Linked DNA regions of Ovis aries: region 2 is linked to region 1. The links are chromatin contacts, called in public Hi-C maps. All regions are on one chromosome and are shown on one strand. Each heading gives the region's core, a stretch centred on a gene start, on an enhancer-like site or on the middle of the called end of the contact. The rest is flanking DNA. Distances are from core to core; before and after follow the strand shown.

Region 1 (5,431 bases), core at 1,398-3,897:
TCTGGGAGCACAGGCTCTGGGGGCTGACCTCATGGCCTCTTTTTCTGCGACCCAGCTCCAAAACCGGAGAAGGAGGAGAAGCAGGATAATACAACCTGGGCCCCTCTTTCTGTTCATGTCACTGTACTCCTCACATCGAACCCCCTGTTCTCCCCTTAACGACCCGCCTAGCCAATCCCACTAACAATACTCAAAGAAGAAAGCTGTGAGCTCACTTATGGAGGAGGATTCATATTGAATTCTACTCTGGGGTGCCTTTTTATTAGTTTGTTCTACTGGGTTAAAATACATTTTTTAAAATATCTTATCTTATTATTTTTGGAGGGGTTGGAAAGACTTGCGCCTGTCTATCTAGAAAAAAAAAAGAAAAAAAACGCCCAAAGAGAGAAGATGAAGATTCTGGAGAGAAACAAGCTCTGGAGAGGTGAGACGTGTTGGACACAGAGCAGTAGTGAAGACAAGGAGAGCCCTTTCTGCTAGGTAGGAGGTCAGGCAAGAGAGACACCGAGGGGCAAAGTCAGGCATTTGACTTCCTGTCCACTGGCCCCGGGTTATCCAGTTACCCAGACTCATCTGGGGCCTGGGTTCATGACTGAACTAAGGCACGATGGCTAAATTCAGGAAGCAGATTCTGGAGCAGTCAGTTATGTGAGTCAGTTTTCAGAAGAGAGTTTTATTTGGTTCACTGTTGAAGAAGAAGCTTTATTAACCTTCGGTGGCTGAGGTCCTGAGAGGGCAGATGAAAGCCAGGGTTAACTTTTTAAAAATTTTTATTGGGGAATATCCCATGGACAGAGGAGCCGGGCAGGCTACAGTCCATGGAGCCGCAGAGAGTTGGACAAGACTGAACAACCAACACATACACATACATGGTTGATTGACAGTGTTGTGTAGTTTTAGGTTATACAGCAAAGTGAAATCAGTTATACACATACATATATCCACTCTTTTTTATATTATTTTCATTTATAGGCCATTACAGAGTATTGAGTAGAGCGGGTCCTTATTAGTTATCTATTTTATGTATCTGCATGCATCCTCAGTTGCTACAGTCATATCCAATTCTGTGTGACCCAATGGACTCTAGCCCACCAGGCTCCTCTGTCCATGGGATTCTTCAGGCAAGAATACTGGAGTGGGTTGCCATGCCCTCCTCCAGGGGATCTTCCCAACCCAGAGACCTAGCAGCCATCTTCTGCACTGCTGATTCTATACTGCTGAACCACCAGGGAAGCCCATTTTATATATAGTAATGTGTTTATGTCAGTCCCAATCTTCTAATTTATCCCCCCTTTTATCTCCAAATAAACATATTTATTTTCTATATCCATAACTCTGTTTCTTTTTGCAAATAAGTTCATTAAGCAAGGGCTATTTTAATGCAGGTTATTGTTTTCATGAAGAAAGAGGCTAGGCCATCCCCAGGAAGTGAGGTGTGGGCCTTGAGGAAAGGAAGAAAGTTAATGAGGAAGAAGGCACAGCTACGTCTAAGGCTAATGAAGGACTGTTGAAAAGTGTGGAGGACCTGGCTGGGGATAGCGAGAAGAGTAGTTAGTGCTGTTATTTATCTGATTTCCTTCAGTGTTCAGTAGCTTAATGGAGCTTCCCTGGTGGCTCAGATGGTAAAGAATCTGCCTGCAATACAAGAGACCCAGGTTCAGTCACTGGGTAGGGAAGATCTCCTGGAGAAGCGAATGGCTACCCACTCCTGTATTCTTGCCTGGAGAATTCCATGGAAAGAGAAGCCTGGCAGACTACAGTCCATGGGATCCCAAAGAGTTGGACATGACTGAGCGACTAACACTTTCACTTTTCACTTAGTAGCTTAAATAGAAGAATGTAAAAAGCAGACAGCCAGCTTAATACAGGGATAAAATAATGTCCAAAAAGAAAAGAAAGGTACTAGTTTAAAGATTCCCAGAAAGATTTGATAGAGGAAGGGCATTTAGAATTCCCAGTCTGAACAGGAGAACTCAGGTGGTTGGAGAAGCAGAAAACCCCTGTTCTGTTAAAGGTTATTGAGGCTGGTGTGGCCTGGGGGAAATCTTTGTTACACATTTGTAAGGCAGCCTACAATCACATAAGCATTTTTGGCAACCACATCACAACTTGGGCTTATGTTGAATTCACTGTCGACCAAAAATCCCTAAATCTTTCACACGTGCTGCTCTTAAATCCTGTTTCCGCCATGTTGTACTTGTAAAATTAATTACTGTTTGGGGCCTAAATGTAGGGCTTTACATTTATGGTTATTAAATTTCATCTTGTTAGGTTTAGGCCATTGCGCCAACTCTTAGAGAATATTGGGTATCTTGACTCAGGTTTTCACACATTTCCCCCATAACTTTCAATGAGACAGAATCCAGAGGAATTCCTTACGCACATTCAAAAGTGACAGATTTACCCTATGTCTTATTTTTTAGTTCACATCTTTGTTTTGTCTAAAAGGAACTTGGTCATATTTCTTTCTAACATCATAATTTGCCAAAGTGTTCTGGTTAGGATGTTTGTGCCTGCAAGGGTGGAACTCTGAATCAGCCTGGAATAAACAATAAGGACATTTATTTGTGCACAGAGGTAGGGAGGGCTCCAGGCACAGCACAACCAAGGCTCAGACTGTTCTGCTGTTTAGAGTTTACCTTCTCCGTGTCTTGTCCCCAGGCCAGTTTCCTTTGTGGATATAAGCTGGCTGCCAACAGCCATGGGGATAGCGTGCTTCCTTGTCTGTGTCCAAGAAAGAGGGTGGGAAGGGGAGAAAGTGTGAATAGAAGACTATTCTTTCAGTTTGACTAGGACAACCTCCTATATCACTTTTACAGTGAGGATGTGGGACTTTCAGTGCTAAAACCAGGAAAGTCCTGGGCAAGCAGGGACCGTTGGTCACCCTGGCACCTACACCTAGACCAGTGACCTCTGCCAGGATGAAACCTGACTTTGACTGGCTTAACCCAGTCAAAGCCCTTGGCAAAGGGCTTCCCTTGTGGCTCCTTGGTAAAGAATCCACCTACAGTGCGGGAGACCCGAGTTCAATCCCTGAGTAGGGAAGATCCCCCTAGAGAAGGAAATAGCAACCCACTCCAGTATTCCTGCCTGGAGAATCCCATGGATAGAGGAGCCTGGTGAGCTACAGTCCATGGGGTCGCCAGAAGTCAGATACAACTTAGGGACCAAACCATCACCAGAACTGGCAAAGGGATGGGAACACATGGTTGGTTTGCAGACATGTTTCTGAAGTGTGACTCTGGTCTATCGGATTCCACTGGATGCAGATTCCTTGGCACCAAACTCACTGATTCAGAATCTCTCAGCGTGGAAATAGGAAATTGAATTTTTATCAAGCACTGCAGACAGTGCCCTACACAGCAATGCTTAGAGAAACACTGGTTTAGACTTGATAGTACTCACTCCTGAAGCTTGGGTCAACACCCAAAATGGCAAGGCTGCTATACAATGGCCGGGGCTGGGGAGGATACTGGGGAGTCACAGTTCCTTGGTTTTCTTGTCAAGTAATCCTGTCTTCTAGAAGGGAAGGAAGATGCTTTGGGATTCCTTGTTCTTCACGAAATCATACTTCTTCCTGGTAATACCCAAGGGCATTAGTAAGACTCCCTTCAGTAAGTGTTCACAAACCATGCTTGAGAATCATTCTTGCTTTTTTTCTTGGAATCAGTATAAAACTCTTAAGTAGCCAGCTTGCATAATCCATGACCTTAAAAAAATTTTTTTTGATAGAATAGTATTTCCTTGTATTTAGTTCCTATGGAAGTAGCATACATTTGAAGTTAAGTGGAATATATAAGAGATTGAGCTCTGGTCAGGAAAAGAAGCAGAGAATCTAAGCTTTTCATTTGCATATATTGATTTTGCATATATTTCTTAACTTCCTGAAGCTTATTATCTGCAAAATAAAATAAATATAGAACTTACCTCACTGGGCTGTTGAATTAAATGAGACAATGTTTATAAAGTTTGAGCACAGTGCTTGTCTCAAGTGGTCAGTAAATTTTGATAATTAATATCCTGCCTTTTCATTCTTTCATTATTTGAGATATTCTGAGGACTAAATAAGGCCAGGCACAGAGCTTGTCACTAAAGATCACAAAAATGAGGATCAGTCCCTGCTAGCAGGGAATTCACAGTATAGGCATTATAATGTAATGACACTGTAGTAGATTTATGTACTGGATATCAGGAGAAAACAGAGGAAGGAATGCTCAATTTAGAGGATGACCTGGGTCTTAAAGAATGATCAAGAATATTCTGGATGAATATGGGAAAAGGAGGAGAGAGGAATTCCAGACAAAGGATATAGCATGAACATTAATAAAAGCAGAGAACATGAAAGAGTAGAGCCCCTTTGTGAATGTAAGTGATTTTGAAAGCTGAAATGCAGCCTTCATGGGACTTCCCTGGTGGTCCAGTGGCTAAGACTCCACACTCGCAAAGCAGAAGGCCCAGGTTCGATCCCTGGTCAAGGAACTAGATCCCACATGCCACAACTAAACATCTCAAAAGCTGCAACTAAGACCCTGTGCGGCCAAATAAATAAAAAGAAAAGCGGCGTTCTTGTCAGGAGCAGTGGTAGATGATGCATAGGAGGAAAGCGCTGATTCAGGGCTTTGGGCTTCTGTTCTACAGATGGAACAGAGTTTTAAACAAAGGAGTTAGTCATGTGGTTACCCTTGCGTTTTAGAAAAATCAGTCTAGGGACAGTGGATGAGGAGGTGGAGGATGGTGAGACAGGGAAATTTCAGAGCTTGCAACATTACTCCTAGTGAGAGTTGATAAATGTTAAAACAAGAGAAAGGTATTAGGAACAGAGTGGAAGGATGCGAACAAGAAAGGTAGGGTAGATACAAATGACAGGACTGAGTGACTGATTAGGCATCAGGTGGGGAAAAGGAAGATTTGAGGACAATTCCTGTTTCTGTCTTGCTGAATGGTGATGTCATTGTCTAGACAGGACTACAGGGGGCGCTGCTGGTGGTGAAAGAGTCAAGCTTTGAACCTATTGAATTTTAGTTCCACGGGAGACCTCCAGGTGGAGGTGCGCTAGATTGTCTGTGTCTGGGGAGTACGTTCTGGGCTGGAGAGATGGCTGGGGAATCAGCAGGGAATGATCTTCAGGCACTGGTATCTGTGGGTGACAAAAATTGCCTGATGATGCCTCAGCAAAGTATGTTAATTAGAAGGAGAGCGAGTACCTTCAGAGACTACCAGATTCCACAAAGCTCGTGAATGATTCGGCGATATAATCTGTATGTTCTACCAGGGTGCAAGTGAAGTCGCTCAGTTGTGTCCGACTCTTTGAGACCCCATGGACTGTAGACTACCAGGCTTCTCTGTCCATGGAATTTTCCAGGCAAGAATACTGGAGTGGGTTGGCATTTCCTTCTCCAGGAGATTTTCCCGACCCAGGGATTGAACCTGG
Region 2 (5,987 bases), core at 2,015-4,514, 99 kb before region 1:
TTTAAAATGTCGATATCATTTATTTATCCATTCATTTTACGGATGTTTTTGAACATTTGAACATGTGAACTCTAGGCCAGGTACTGTGTTAGACATTACACAGTAATGTCTCTGCAAGTGACAGTAACATTGTGCAAAGGCAAATCAAACTAAACATCACATTCTATAGAAAAGAGATTCTGCGGATGCATAAATAAATCAATCTCTTTATCGTGGAACATTAAGGATATTTTCAATTTATCACTATCGCCAATAATGCGATTAAGCAAAGGAAGGTAGGTTTTAAAGGAACAATTTTTAAAGTCTTCCTCTCAGAATTTTGGGGGAAGGAAGGAAGGAAAGGATGGAGGGAGATGTATTTCAGTCCTAATGATCAACAGAGTAAAATGTCTGGAGACTTTATTTCCCCCTCTGTCAAGTTTTGTGAAATAAAAAACTAAGGGAGGAAAAAAACAACTTACCCTTCCCTTATTTAGTGTTTCTTGTGCTTCTAATTTATAAACCAGAAAATCTAGAAAATACAAAATGGAGAACATAATTACATTAATTAACTCTATTAGTATAAGTTAATTCATTGTGGCATTTTTAAACATCTAAAAAAACAAGGGCACATTTTACTCAGACCTAAACAATCTACTTGATGATACACTTTATTTTGCCTTTTAATGCTTGAAAAGTTTTCCTCCATACCTTAAAGTTGTGAATCTTGTATCAACAAAATACACACTATAGCCAACTGACTAAAAGTGCACTTAAAGTGTGGACTTGGTGATGAACTCGCCTTGAAATGAAGGAGAAAAAAAACAAAACCATGCAGTGAACTTAAGGACAGAGATGATTTATGCCAGCCACTAGATGGCACCCTAAAATCATTCAGGACCTGAAAAGGAACGCAGGCCATGGAAACCATTTAACGCTCTTAAAGCTTTATTATCCACTAGATGGCTCTACAAAATCACTCTGCATTTGAAGACAAGCAAAATCCAAACCCTATCAGAGCATTTTAATAATCTTAAAACTTCTCAGTAAAACATTCCAGCTCACACTGTCCTCCTCTGTTCTCCCTCCTTCTACCCCACACCAAAGTAATCAGACAAAACACCACTTCAATCTAATATTTAACCAAAAAGTTGAAAATGAAAATAAGAATGCAGGTAACTTCAAATCACAAGCTATACAAAGTCCATGCTTTTTAGAAAAATTCTGATAAAAATCAACAGCATTGATTTTTATTTAACACCTGTGCTAAATGTTAACTTTTCAAAACAAACCAATCGGCTATGCCAATAAAGTCTTTAGCACAAGAGAAAAACAGGTCTGTAACTTAAAAGATGTCATGCAATGAGATCGAAATCGATTATGCTATAAATGCGTATATACATATATATATGTATATTCTGGACCGCATGGTATTACTTTCCCATATGTCTGTTAACAGATGTTAATAACATATACAGTATTCAAATGAAAAACTGTGTGCTATTTCTGGTATATGAATGACCTCAAAGAGGCACAAACTAAATGAAAAATTCTAAATCCAATCTTGAGCAGGAATTATTTTGTTGCACGATGTATAGCATATTGCTTGACTGACTTTGGGTGATTTGAAAAATTTCTAAGCAAGAAAACAGTAAAGCAAGTACAATGTACTTCAAAGAAGAGCATAAAAAATGTAAAACACGAATGATATTATTTACTTACCTTCCTTTGCTTTCTTATGCTCAAGTCTTTCCTTTTGCAAGGATTTCTCCAATCTTGATCTGTGTTCATACACAACTGGAAAAAAAAAAGTTGAAAACTTTTCTTCAATAAATCAGAAATTCTAAAGTAAAATCAACATCAATTTTCAAAACAGGAAGAAGATAGTTTAGGGTCCTTTCACTATTAAAATGAAAATACGCGCCTTTAATCTGCGTGAAAGATGAAAACAATAATAGGCGTAATGCTCAACTGACTCCTATATGGTCTGCCCCTCTGTAGAAACAACACTGTGGAAGAGGCTTCCACCTTCTTGGACAGTTCCTTGTTCTCCTGCTTCTGGAATGCGAGTCTCTGTGGGGTTCCCTGTCTCCCGCTGGATGAGCATGTCCACTCTCCACACTTCAGCCACCATCTGCACAGCATTTACCCCCATCTGTGTGTCCAGCTCCCACCTCACTTTCAGGCACTAGGAGAGTATTTACACCCAGAGATCCCATAAGTGCTCCCAAGTCAACATGAGCTGACAGTGAATTAGAGCTGCCTGACACAGGTTCCACCCCTGACTTGGGAAGATCACCTAGAGTAGGAAATGGCACCCACTCCAGTATTCTTGTCTGGAAAATTCCAGGGACAGAGGAGCCTGGCGGGCCACAGACCACCGTGTCACTGAGTTGGACAGGACTGAGCACAGCACAGCAGCGGAACGAGCTGAGCAAGGGTGGATGTGGAAAGCTCAGCAGCATACCAAGGTTTGCTGAAAAAGGAGGTGTATTCCCCATGTCAGAGAAAATGCAGGCGAGAGGGCCACAGAGACGAAGGAGGGAGACTGTCCCCACTGAAGAGCCTATAACCTGTGCCATGCCTGCATGTTCAGCTGTGTCTGACTCTGCGACCCCGTGGACTGTAGTCTGCCAGGCTCCTCTGTCCATGGAATTTTTCAGGCAAGAAAACTGGAGTGGGTTGCCATTTCCTACTCCAGGGGATCTTCCTGACCTGGGCTCAAACTTGCATCTCTGGCTGGGCAGGCGGATTCTTCACCGTTGAGCCACCTGGGAAGCCCACAGGATTGAGATCTGCCATGGCAGGAAACCCAAGGCAAGCTGATGTCGTGCCACAGGACCTTCCTGCACTTTACCAAGCCCACCTCCCCAGTCTATCCTGAAGAAGTGGGAGTTGCCTGGTGAGGGGAGGAAGGAGTGCTGATGATTTAGGGGGAAAACAGAGGGAAGCCCCTGGGTACTTCCTCCCTCACTACAGGCTTCACATCTCCAGGAAATAGGAGCTGCAAGAGAAGTTTTATCTTTAATTAAAAAAAAAAAAAGTATTATTATACTGGACTAGGCCAGATATTACTAAACCAAGACTGTATTTATGGATAAAAGTTATTGAGAAAAAAAAATATATTTTTAATCTGAGAGAAGGTGATACAAAGTAGTGAAGTCTGTCTTAGATTTCATGCAGGGACAGAAAACTCAAGCCCACAGAGTAGTGGTTGGAACAGGGGAGAGAAGGAGAGGATAAACCAAGTTTCTGATGTGCCCTTTAATCCTGTTTGCTCAGCATTATGGTCACAGATGATCTCACTCCCTGGCAAGCTCAGCCAAGCTTGCCACTGGGTTCTTTTTACCACCTCCAGCTCTTCACAGCTACCTAAGATACAATTCAATTGTCAACCACTGACTGACCCTTCGTGTGTCAGTTCAGTTCAGTCAGTCATGTCCAACTCTTTGTGATCCCATGAACCACAGCATGCCAGGCTTCCCTGTCCATCTCCAATCCAGGAGTTTATCCAAACTCATGTCCGTCGAGTCGATGATGCCATCCAACCATCTCATCCTCTGTCTTCCCCTTCTCCTCCTGCCTTCAATCTTTCCCAGCATCAGGGTCTTTTCCAAGGAGTCAGTTCTTCACATCATGTGGCCAAAGTATTGGAGCTTCAGCTTCAGTCTGTTCAATGAATATTCAGGACTGATTTCCTTTAGGATTGACTGGTTTGACCTCCTTGTAGTCCAAAGGACTCTCAAGAGTCTTCTCCAACACCACAGTTCAAAAGCATCAATTCTTTGGTGCTCAGTTTTCTTTATAGTCCAACTCTCACATCCATACACGACTACTGGAAAAACCATAGCTTTAACTAGATGGACCTTTGTTGGCAAAGTGTGTACAACTGCCCCAAACTGCTGGCCACTCAAAAGTTGCCACGGTCACAGCAATCCCCTCCCTGACCCTCTTCCCCACCTTTCCCCACTGCCTGTCCCCCACCCCCTGCCAGGTACCAGCTATGGGTGTCCTTCTTCCAATATGGCCATCATCTCCAAGGTCCTTCTCCTTCTCCCAACGCTGCATCTCTCATCTTGCCTCCCATGTACAGCTGCTACTGCCAGGGCTCCATCTGTGACTCCCACAGCCCCTACTCCTCTGCTCACACCTCTGCTTACTTCTCAGTCCACGACTGCTAAAATGCCTGCCACCACCCAGACTGGCCTGGTGTTGTCTCCTTTGGCCTGCCCCAAACTCATCTTCCCTCTCGTCTCAGCCTCCCAACAGTCATCCAAATAACGACCTGCCCCATTTCCTTTCTCCACTTTGGTCCCTATTTTCTTTACAGATGATCCTTCAATCTCCTCCAATGCTGTTAGTATAAAGGGATCTCATCCAACTCCACTTTACCCAGCACCGTGATATGAGTAGAAATGCAACGTGAATAGACATGGGCCTTGGCCTCAAGAAGCTCTAGTCTAACAAGGGAGATATATTCAGTAATTTTAAATAATCAGAACTAACTGCATTTGGCATAATAAAAGCATATTTAAGCCCAGTGAAAGAGAAGGGTGAGCTCTGGAAGGAAGGGGAGTGAGGGAAGACTCCTGGCTGGTTTTGAGAGTGAAGAACAATTAGGTAGGTGGCGGGGCCACAGGAGAAAGGCATTCCTGGAAGACACCACAGGGACAAAGGTGCAGAGGTGATGAGACTGGACCAAAGGTGGTTGTTTTCCAAAAAGCTGGTTCCAAGTCCACTGCTGAGAAATTACATTGCTTTTCAAACATATAGGTGTATAGTATATACGTTTCTTGGCCAATTTCTAAAAGTCTATTAAAACCAAGAGTTTCCTTGGATTGGTGCTAATGCTACCATCTTGAATGACATTTGGAATGAGACATGGAAAACAAAGATTAGTGCTGTGGAACCTCACCAAGCCAAGCCCAGAACTGTGTGCTCACAGTCTTTGAAATTTTCAGTCAGGTGGGAGAAGCCTACAGGGAAACATAAATTACAATGTTGTCATGATACACACAGGTGAGAACAGGATGCCAGGAGAGCATCTAAGCTCCAAGCTGGTAGAAAAAACACTCCCTCATCTCCAAGCCACTGGCCAAAGTGCCCACGGTCTGGGCAGTGGCTCACAGGAACATAAACATGCCAGGTAATAGGGCTTAAATATACCTTTATTATGCTAAACGGGTGCACTAACTGGACATATCATGGACAATTTCAGCAAGCATGTGCATCACTTTCAAAGAAAGGTGAGCAGGCACTGTAGTCAAGATCTTGCTCTAAAGGAAGCGAAGTGGCAGCAGGGGTCCTGAGTCCAGGGGCTCCTGAATGGAGGTCAGCACCTCTAGGGGAAGACAATCCAGGCTAGCAACACCCAAGATAAAAACAACAAAAAACCCAGCAGCAGCAGCGCAGTCAAGAAAACATCTGTGAGGGAACTGTTAGTCACCATCCCCAGACACCTCAGACTCTAAATATGAACGATTACCATGGGAAGGTAAGAATGTGGGAAAACGCTGCATTTACAAATTATAATCCTGTGAAATTCTTGACAATAAAATACAGCAGCATCACTCAACATTATGTGGTACTTGGTCATCATGTAATGCTTATCTTTGGTTTAGGAAGCAGAAAACACTTCTGCATCTGCAGAAATGCATCTTCATTGGGGTGGAGGATCCACAGGGAGTTGGTGGATAGGGTGAGGAGAACTGGGGGATGGGGGAGACATGGTTCTGCGCTTTACTCTCTTCCCTGCGATTCAGTCAGGAGGATAACATGCAAACAGCTGGTACAAAGTACCCATCGACCAAACTTAATCACACAGCTGTCTGACAATTATGTGCAGAATGGGAATTTACACATTTGACGTTTAAATTCTAGCTTGTCTCAACAGCTAGAAGATTCTAGGATACATGAAAGTTAGAAACTTTCATAAATAACCTGAAGAGATGCTATACAATGTCCACAAAGAGGCGAATATATCTGTGGATTACAGTCCACAATCAAAG

The links. Hi-C and Micro-C count contacts between places; a contact is called where the count stands out from the background.
Region 2: a Hi-C map of liver shows a contact between it and region 1, with 5 times the contacts expected there. The contact joins two enhancer-like sites. A contact is called at or near these places in 14 of 16 Hi-C or Micro-C datasets (blood, hypothalamus, liver and 7 more).

What each region holds. Positions count from the first base shown.
Region 1 is chr1:219,943,982-219,949,412 of ARS-UI_Ramb_v3.0, reverse strand. All of the region lies in intron 2 of LOC132658461 (a long non-coding RNA gene), which reads left to right. Among named protein-coding and RNA genes, the nearest start is that of GOLIM4, 53 kb to the left of the region's middle. Within about 2 kb of position 2,647, at least 3 of the 54 cell types and tissues checked have an H3K27ac peak or open chromatin away from gene starts, as enhancers often do. A contact at or near this core is called in liver, where this site is marked.
Region 2 is chr1:220,043,503-220,049,489 of ARS-UI_Ramb_v3.0, reverse strand. GOLIM4 (golgi integral membrane protein 4) reads right to left here. Exons shown (of 15, transcript XM_042234859.1): 2 at 1,702-1,776; 3 at 462-511. Among named protein-coding and RNA genes, the nearest start is that of GOLIM4, 47 kb to the right of the region's middle. Within about 2 kb of position 3,264, at least 3 of the 54 cell types and tissues checked have an H3K27ac peak or open chromatin away from gene starts, as enhancers often do. A contact at or near this core is called in liver, where this site is marked.